Regions from separate parts of the Zea mays genome. Here region 1 is linked to region 2. A link is a contact called in public Hi-C data. All regions are on one chromosome and are shown on one strand. The core of a region is the stretch at or near the end of the contact, and the rest is flanking DNA. Distances in the headings are between cores, read along the strand shown. Region 1 holds the start of LOC100272927. Region 2 holds the start of LOC100272992.

What was found. Hi-C and Micro-C count contacts between places; a contact is called where the count stands out from the background.
Region 1: a Hi-C map of tassel shows a contact between it and region 2, with 2.5 times the contacts expected there. The contact joins the promoter of LOC100272927 here to the promoter of LOC100272992 in region 2. A contact is called at or near these places in 2 of 25 Hi-C or Micro-C datasets (ear and tassel).

The regions. Positions count from the first base shown.
Region 1 is chr5:218,858,883-218,863,917 of Zm-B73-REFERENCE-NAM-5.0, forward strand. LOC100272927 reads left to right here and starts at 3,098. Exons shown (of 5, transcript NM_001147379.1): 1 at 3,098-3,546. The coding sequence starts at 3,155.
Region 2 is chr5:218,523,753-218,528,406 of Zm-B73-REFERENCE-NAM-5.0, forward strand. LOC100272992 reads right to left here and starts at 3,370. Exons shown (of 2, transcript NM_001147443.1): 1 at 2,556-3,370; 2 at 2,070-2,438. The coding sequence starts at 3,344. The coding sequence ends at 2,226.

The DNA of each region.
Region 1 (5,035 bases), core at 1,848-4,347, 330 kb after region 2:
GAGTTATCCCTATCATCCATATATATGAAGATGAAGGAACAACAATTTTGCACGCAAGTAGGTAGCAAAAGGCAAGTAAGGCTCACAGAGTTGGAACAAGGGAGTGTGTAGGGTTCAGAGAAGTACATGGCTCTTAGTTTTTCTCGGCTGATCTTTGGAATCAAACCACCTTTTTTGTTTCTCACCGCATGAACCAACCAGCGGTGAGACTCATGCACTTCGCCAAACATTCTTTCATACAGCAACCAAGTGGTGTTTTGGGCATTTTACCTTTCTAAACACAGTCATGTACTCGTGGCGCAAGTTGAAATCGACATCGAATTGAAGCCCGGAAGCTAGCTTATCGCTAATCAGTTACCAGCACCGTTGACGCACGATGCATGTCGACGGAATTCGTACCAAACCACACCCTTACATACGCGATTCACAAAAATCTATGTGCAAATTAAGCAGTCGCTGCACTATTCTTGACAAATATAGACAATAATGGATTGTACAGTGGCAACGACTGACTTCTTTATTCTGTTCTGTAATTTCTCTTTCCTCTGTACTCGCCCCCTGTATCTTCTCCCCCACTCTGGTTTCCTTAAAAGCAATAAGTAATAAAATACTGTAAGTGCCCCTACAGTAACATTTACTTCAAAAAAACGACTAATATGTAAGCAGTTAATAGGTGCAAGCGTCTAAGCAGACTTTTTAACCCGTTAGATCTGTATCCAACGGTAAATAGAATTGTGGTTTGTTAGGGGGTTTTTATAAAACTATACCAGGTGGTGGTGACATGGTTTAAGTGCTAAATATGACATACCGTTGGATCTAAATCTAACAGATCAAAATATCTGTTTGCGTACTTGCACCTAGTACTGCTTGCATATTAGTCGTGCCCCTGTACACTGTAGTATGTTGGAGGGCTGTGTCTCACATACTAGCTCCTTTCTTCAGAATTCAGCACTTTTTAAACCATATTTTTCTTTTTGATCGGAAATGTCAGCTAGCACCTGTGATGTGCCTTGCCAAATCAAAGAACGCTTTACGCTTGTGTAGTTGTGTTCCGTTCAAATGTGAAGCAGTTCAAGGTTCGAGCCCGTTATAACATTAAAAATTTGGTGGGATCAATTAGGATGCGTAGTTTTGTGGGGTTGGAGTCTGTTCACAATTATAATGCTTGAGCCTACACTCACACACCAAATAAAGGTTTAGGCAGTATCTCAATCTATTGTTGTAATGCTGTAAAAAAAAAACTAAAGTTAGATAAAAACTCTAAGGCCCTAGTTGGATCCTTGGAATTGAATTTCAATCTAATAATTGTAATTATTTAGTCACAAATCGATTAAGCTGATATGATTTTATATAAAATATATTTGTGTACCACTATTGATTATATGGAGGGGCTATTTATGTGCTATATTTTTAGCATAAATGAGTGAGCTAAAGAGCGTGTTATAAATTGCAGAGTGAAAACATAGCCTGGAGTACATAAAATCAAATTTTCATCCCTCTATTTTATGAACTTGAGATAGACTTATATTTAAAATTTAGAAACTGGTGGAGTAGATTACAATTCCTACAATACAAACTGAGGTTGTCCGCAGCCACGGACGGTAAACACAACTCTAAAGGTATAGAGTCAACAAATGTGCTGCAGCGGGGAAACTTCAGCCCGACGCTAAATGCAACAATAGCTGGGAAAACTCTAAATCTAGCGCACTCTTCCGCCCAACTCTATAGTCTCTCTCATCTTCTTTGCATGGCACAACGTACACAGTGGTAGGCAGGCGCGGTGGAGGTGGGCCCGGGCACAGTGGCAGGCGCGGTGGGGGCTGGGAGGGGATAGAATAGTGTGGGGTATAGGGTAGATATATAGAGTAATTGTGACCGCGGAGAATTGTTGAATAGAGTAGAGAATCTCGCTGGCCAGGATGAAATATTCCTTTTAGAGTAGAAATTTAGGGTTTCATGAGTGCGGATAGCCTGAAGGATCCAAACGGCCCCTAAAATTTAATTAGAATAAAACTAAAGTGAGGCTTGCCTACACCGCTCTAATAAAACTTGATGACACGCCTGATGATGATGAGTGCCGAAAATGGGATGATAGGTATCTGCAGTTATATTGCCAAACAAAGCATTTCCGGGGACATCAATCACCTCATGTCTCATACGTGACCCCCCACTCGCCTGCTTCTTTCCCATCGTGCTGGAGCCGTTGGGCCTCGTCATTGAGCCATTGAACGGGCCTGCACCGCTGCTCGCCATCGCCATGGATCGCCATTCGCCAGTGCCTAAACGCTGCTTTTCATAGTAGCTAGGGCCTGGACGAAGTTGCAAATTTTCGCCGAGAAGATTTCAGACAAGTTCGTAAAAGCGGGCACCGAAATCTGAGACTGGATCCTTATTCAGACTCTCCAGTCCAGTGCCCGGCCAGGCACTGGCAGACACACAAAGAACACGATGTGTCCTGCGGGGGTCCGATCCGGTGGTCCACTCTGGATTGGCTCGGTGACGCTGAAACCAAGCGCTTGTGCCACCAGCAAGTTGGCACAATAATACTCCATTTGCCCAGTACATTTTGAGACCTTTCGCCACCGTCACTGTCCATTGATCTGGTCATGCGTCAGGGTACAGCGATCACTTTCGCTTCCTCCATGTCCATCCGACCACCAAGCCTGGAAGAGCGGATCACTGAAAAGATACGGCATGGTAGAGCGGCGGTTCAATGGGCATCAATGCGTCTGCCGGTGCCGGATATGGGCTGTGAGCCGTGTATTGTGGTCGGAAGGTGATGGCGAGCCCAATACGGGATACCCACTTCCCCATGGGCCAGGCCTTATCACCTTTGCCAACTTGGATGACTTGCCTAGCCCGATCCGGCCTACTCAACACTCCCCAATCTCCGGGTATGCAGAGCGTGCGGCGTGCCTGCCTGCTTGCTAATGCTAGCCTCGAGTCGAGTATTCCTATTTCCTACCACAAAAGCTCGGGCCCACCTCATCAGCTAGCCACTAGTACTATACGCGCTCCGTCCAAATCCTTGGCCTCGTCATCCGCAAGTCCCACTACTACAGTGCCCGCCGCCGCTGCGTCCACCACCACCTCCTTTCCCAACTCCTCCGCGTACCCCCGCCCTCTCCGGCGGCCCGCGTAACCACCCGCGCAGATGGCGACGGCGGCCACGGCGTCCGCGACGGCGGCGACCCGCTTCACGCTCCTAGCGGGCGCCGGCCTCCGCAGCCGCATCACCCGCCTCCCCACCGCCGTGCGGTTCCAGCGCCAGCGGGGGCTCACCACCACCGCGCTCCTGAAGACCGCCGACCTCCAGCCCAAGGAGCAGGGCAAGCCCGAGACGCTCGACTACCGCGTGTTCCTCGTCGACGGCGGGGGCCGGAAGGTGTCGCCGTGGCACGACGTCCCGCTGCGCGCCGGGGACGGGGTGTTCCACTTCGTCGTCGAGATACCCAAGGAGAGCAGCGCCAAGATGGAGGTCGCCACCGACGAGGCCTTCACGCCCATCAAGCAGGACACCAAGAAGGGCAACCTTCGATACTACCCGTAAGGACTATCAGAGCAGGAAATTTTTATGAGAAATGTGCGGTTCTGACTTGTTTTTTCGTCCATCTAGAAAGGTATCGTATTTTTTTAGTAAAGAACGACAAAAGATTTACGGTACTAGTTTTTATTACACCAAGGGATGTTTACAAACTGATCTCAAAGATAAAACAAAGAAACAACCTCAAACCGGGTCAAAAAGAAAATCCGAAACAAGACAGAAGACCACTCACAACCCCAAAACGAAAGCAAAGCGACTCTACACCAAACCAAAGAGGGACCAACAAGCGACTACAAATTGCATAGGAAACCCACTAAGCCGACTGTATTTGTAGGCAGGGAAGAAAGTGGTAATCCGGACAAATTTAATATTGTAAAATAGATATGTATAAAATTTGATGTTGATCTTTTTTATGTTATCAAGCACATTATTACAAATAAGAATAAAATATTGCTTAAATTGTTTTATGTATTATTTGCTCCCTACAACAAAAAAAAGGTGAAAAAGTTACCGAATTTGTTTCCGAATCCATAACGAATTTTATACCAATCATTTGAGAAAATATATGATGAATTTGAGGTTTAACTTTTATGAATCTCAAGCTCAATGTTAAAAACAAGAATACAAATTTGTATAGTAGTTTCTCTATCCTATTTATTCGCAATCAAAGAAAAACGGCCAAGCCGTTTTTATCCTTGTTTGTAGCATTGCCAAGTTCTATTGTGTGATGTCATCCTTGCATAGGCTCGCAACTTCCCTTGTATGCCTTGCCTTGTGTTGAAAAGTTATTCTATTACGTTCCTTCCATATATGCCACTAGAGGTAGATTATGATACCGTCAAGAGCTTTCCTTTGAGAGGTATTAAAGGTGGAGCCGCTCGCTCTGGTTTATAATTCCGAATATGGGATGTTTCGCACCAAGTCTGTACTCTGTACTATTGCCCAGGTCTCCTTTGTGAAAATAGTCTTTACAAAGACAGTTGTGGCGTCTCAGGCTCCACCCTGCGTAACTTACAATTAGGGTGACTTGGCCAATCTCTTTTAGTCAGGTTGTTCGCGGTGAGGATCTTTCGATGAAGTAAAGTCCAAGCAAAAAAAACTGCATTTCTGTTCCGTCCTTGCTTTCCAAACTGGGGTAAGCCTAAGTTTACTGAGAGCAAGGTTTTTAAAGTCGAACGACTAGTTGCGACTAGTCGACAACTAGTCGAGAAGTCGATACAGATGTGATAGTCGATCTGAACGACTCGACTTTCTCTACTAGTCGCTCGAGTCGACGACTAGTCGCAGCAGTTGAGTCGGGCGACTTATTTAGGCCTAGGTATAAAAATGTGAGCCCACCCAACCATCTCAACCCTAGTAGGTAGGATGCCAATGGACAAGTTTTCTGCCTTTTTTATCTATGGATATGGAATGATTCATGACTTAATGAGGACTAAGACAAATGGTAGAAATCTTATGAGGCATGCAACTACTCTGTTTGCAACATCCTTC
Region 2 (4,654 bases), core at 2,120-4,619:
TGTATGCAGACGTGACCAGTGTTTTCAAGTCATGTGACTAATCACGATTAGTCGCAATTAGTCGAGCTAGTTGGTTCTGTTAGCACGACTAGGGAGGCCGACCCGATTTGCTCGACTAATCGTCCGGTCGTCCGATTAGTCGTCGATTAAACGCGACTAGTCGTCCAATTTGGGTGGGGGCGATTAGTTGCCCTGGATTCCTAGTTTAGGTCAATAGTAAGTCTGCACTTGGCATTTATGTAGTAACTAGTAAGTCTGCAACTCTGCATGATATGAATCAGTGAGTTAGTGATTACTGAGTAGTAACTGATGTTCAATTGTTCATGTTCTAAGTGTGCTGGAATTTGGTGCACCGGACAGTGTCCAGTGCGCCAGCAAAGGCATCTAGCAAACCAGCCACTCTCGGGTTTCTGTCAGGCGCGCTCCACTAATTCACCAGACTGTTCGGTGTGCCACCGGACTGTCCGGTGAGCCAGCGGAGCAACGACTCCCTGCGCGCCAACGGTCGACTATGCAGAGCTACAGTGCGCTACAGTGCTGCGTCAGAAGTCAGAGCGCGGAGAGGGCACCGGACTGTCCGGTGCAGCTAGAAGACAAACGTCTCCAACGGTCAACTACTTCGAACCCTAACGGTTGCGCTGACGTGGCGGGCACCGAACAGTGCATAGTGTTGTCCGGTGTGTCCATCGCTAGCAGTCCTTGCCAACGACTAGGAAGTGGTTGGGGGCTATAAATACCCCCAACCACCTTATTCATTCTCATCCAAATTTTTTGAAGATCGCATTCAATACAAGAGCTAGAGCATTCACTCCAAGACACAATTCCAAAGATCAAACCCTCTCCAACTCCTAAATTCATCTCAACCACTTAGTGACTTGAGAGAGAGCGTGTTTGTGTTTTTTTGCGCTCTTGTTGCTTGGATTGCGTTTCTTCCTTCCTCACTTCTTTTCTAAGTGCTTGTAAGCGAAGCAAGAGACACCAAGTGTGTGGTGGTTCTTGCGGAGTCTTAGTGATCCATGAAATTAAGGAAAAGGCTCACTCGGTCTAAGTGGCCGTTTGAGAGAGAGGGAAAGGGTTGAAATAAACCTGACCTTTGTGGCCTTCTTAACGGGGACTAGGTTCTTTGGAACCGAACCTCAGTAAAACAAATCACCGTGTCTACTCGCTTTGATTCTCGTTTGATTTGTTTGCCCCTCTTTTCTCTCTCTAACGTTTCCTTGCTAATATTAACTTGAGTTTGCTCTCATACGTCATCTACATCCATTGAGCAACTCTTGGCAAGAGAAACACTCTTTTGGACTTGAATTTAATTCTAACGCTAACCCCTGTCTTTAGTGTGTTAAAGTTCATAAATTTCAGGTTTCACCTATTCACCCCTTTAGGTGACTTTCAGCCCTGAAGCCCCGTCACCGGGATCCGGAGAGCCCTCGTGGAGACTGACCCCTAGATGAGGCCAGTGGTCTCGTCAGATGAGCCTAAACTCTAAGCCAGGGCAGACCACATGTGACCATGTCACTAAACATAGCCCCAGGGTCAGTAGTATTGGGTACCTGAGTCTTGAGATACCGACAAATACAATTTTAGGAGCTAGATTGTACTCCTTTTCTTCTACGTTTTTCTTATGATGCATGAATTTTAAAATAGAAAGATTTTTAAAGACACAACCATTGCACAAACAACATTATAATATGATTTGGTACGTGTTTGTGTATTTGAATCTATGATAGTGATGCTATGACTGTGTTCTTGTGATGGTAATGCTCTATCTTGATGATTTTTCTATCCACGCTAGCTGTGTGCGTCATTTCATTAATAAGATAAAGAAGGTTCCCCAAAGAAATTATACACCCTCGGAGGGGTGTGATTACAACCGACAGATGCACACTACTAGGTTTTGGTGATTTTAGTGATGCGGACAAGCTAGTGCTTAAAATTTATAATATTTTAAATGGCGTGGACAATCCCATCTATAGAAATTGTAGTAATATACGGACAAAAGACCCGTTATTCTTTAACATGTATTAGTGCCCTTACAACAACAACAAATAAACACGGTCGGGAAAGAGAGTAGATAAGCAGCCCGCAATGGCCCAAACCAGACGAAAGAGCCCACAAGCCAATTCTGTGGCCATGCATGCGACTGGAATAACGGTTATGTGACTTAAATATGGTAGACTGAAATTACAGAAGCGGGTGCACACGACAGTAGAACCCGAGCTACATAATTACATGGGGAGCTTGTTGATCTTGCAGTGCTGGTAGTCCTTGTACTTCTTGGCCTTGTACTTGGCCGGGCTCTCCTCCGTGACCAGCTTGGGGTGCGGCCCGACGACGAGCTCCCCCGGCGGCTCCACGAACATCGGCCATGACATCCGCGTCTTCTCCTTGTTCACCGTCGTACGGTGCAGCACCGCCTTGTATGCCCCGTTGCTGAAAATCTGCTCGATCGGTTCGTACCAGTTAGTAGTTGTCCGACATCAAAGAAATACTTGAGGGAGCAAGATCATCACAACACAATAGAATGAAAAAAAAAAGATGCTACGTAGGTCGCTTGCCTCGATCTGATCGCCGATATGGACGATGAGTGCGTCGGGCACGTACTTGGCCTCGTACCATTGACCATCTTTGAAGACCTGGAGCCCCTGCACCTCGTTGGGCACGAGGACGGTGAGCGTGCTCATGTCGGTGTGCGGCGCGACGCCGAGCGTGAGCTCCGGCTGCGGGCACGGCGGGTAGAAGTTGATCTTCTGCAGGAACACCAGGCCGTCTCCGCCGAACGCCTCCGCCATGGCGCCCCCGTGGAGCCCCAGCCCCAGCGAGAGGTGCTCGAACAGCTCGCGCGTCAGGCGCTGCATGTGGCGGCAGTACTCCTCGTTGGCCTCCCTGTACCCGGCGAGGCTCCGGGGCCAGACGGCGTGGTCCACCTTCTCCGGCGGCGCGACGACGTGGAAGAAGAAGTCGTTCCACGTCTTCTTGCCCTCGAGGTCCCTCTGCAGCTTGGTGCCGTAGCCCTCGATCTTGCCGGACGCCGGGTCCATGGCGTAGCGCTCCTTCTCCTCCGTCGGAAGCGCGAAGAAGGCCCGCCCGACGCGCTGGAGCTCCGCCACCGCCGCTGAGGGCACGCCGTGGTTCACCACCTGGAACAGCCCCCACTCCCTGGCGGCTGCGGCCATGCGCGCGCCGAACCCGGGCTCCGATATGTCGATCACCGGCGCGTCCGGCACGGCGGCCCCGCGGTACGTGGTCGCGCCCGGCTGGTCCTGCTCAGACCGCACGAACTCCGGCGGTAGCGCGCCCAGCGACGCCGCCAGCTCCTGCACGCTCAGGTGCGTCTCGCCCCCCATCGCAGCAGGAAGCAGGGCCTCGCGAGCACGCTGCACGCAGACGCAGACGAAGGGAAGAGCACTGAATTAATAGTGTTGTGTGTTGTGGGGCACGGGACAGGAGTGAGTGGCGTGTGGTGTGGTAGACCGGCCGCTGCGCTGGAAACGTGCGTTTGGGTATGGGCGTAGGGCACAGACGCGGTGCGGATTGTGTGGGCCGGTTACTTGGTGCCCAGGGGTGGCTGGGAACGTGGCAGCCTTGCCATGCTGGTCACGGAACAGACCCGAGAGCGAGCGCGAAGATAGGCCGCCGTTGTGTGTTTCTGGCCGTACGACGCACCTACCAGAAACTCTTTTATGTTCGCTGCGACATGTCACCAGCTTCAACTGTGCCCTGACCCTACTTCAACTTCTTAGAAAACTAAAATCCAACTAACGAGTAATAGCGCACCGGTTTTGTAGCACAAACAGCAACGGCACTTAAAAAGGGCCGCACTTCAGCTCTACAGTACATCGGAAATGCCAGCCAGCGTACCATACCACTCGGTACTGTGCATGTGCGATTAGAGAGAGCAACCGCAATTATAGATGGCCAATAAGCACGAGTCCCGCGAGGCCGGTACGAAGCCCGTTGTTTGGATCCGGCCCGAGTCCGGCACGACCAGGTTCTATACGGGTCGGGCTCAGACAGGAAACTAGGCATGGTGGGCTAGCGCTAGCCCCGCACGACCCGTTTATCTCTAAGACCGTTAAGCCTGCTTTTTACACTAAAACGTGGTTACAGGCCCGTATAGCCCGCTTTTCGGCACGCTGCGAGCCGAACTCAGACATGAAATTGAGCTCGCGTGCTTAGACGGTCCGACCCGATTTTCTAACCGTGCTTGGCGGGCCAGACTCAAAACGGGCCGGGCCGGGCCGGGCGGCCCGTTTAGCCATCTCTAACAGCAATGTGGCTTTAAATGCAATCTCGCTCATTATTTCAAACATCACTCTAGAAATAGTGTAATCTACGTTACAAAACAGTACTTTGCACGATCTTTTACACGGCCTGCTAGAGATTGCCTAAGGGGTGTTTGGTTTGTGTAATCACTCCATCTAATATGATGTGGTTCATCATGAGTTTATTCCTCAAATTTGGTGGGATGACCTCATTCCTCATGTTATTATTAACTATAAGAAATAAGGTGGTGATGGATCAACCCATTCCATTCCACAAATCAAACAAAAAAAGTGAGAAGTGAGAAGATGGTGGACTAGCTTATTCCTCAAACCAAACACCCTATAAGTGAGGCTCTTGGTCCGTTAGATACTGATTCAATCATATATCACAT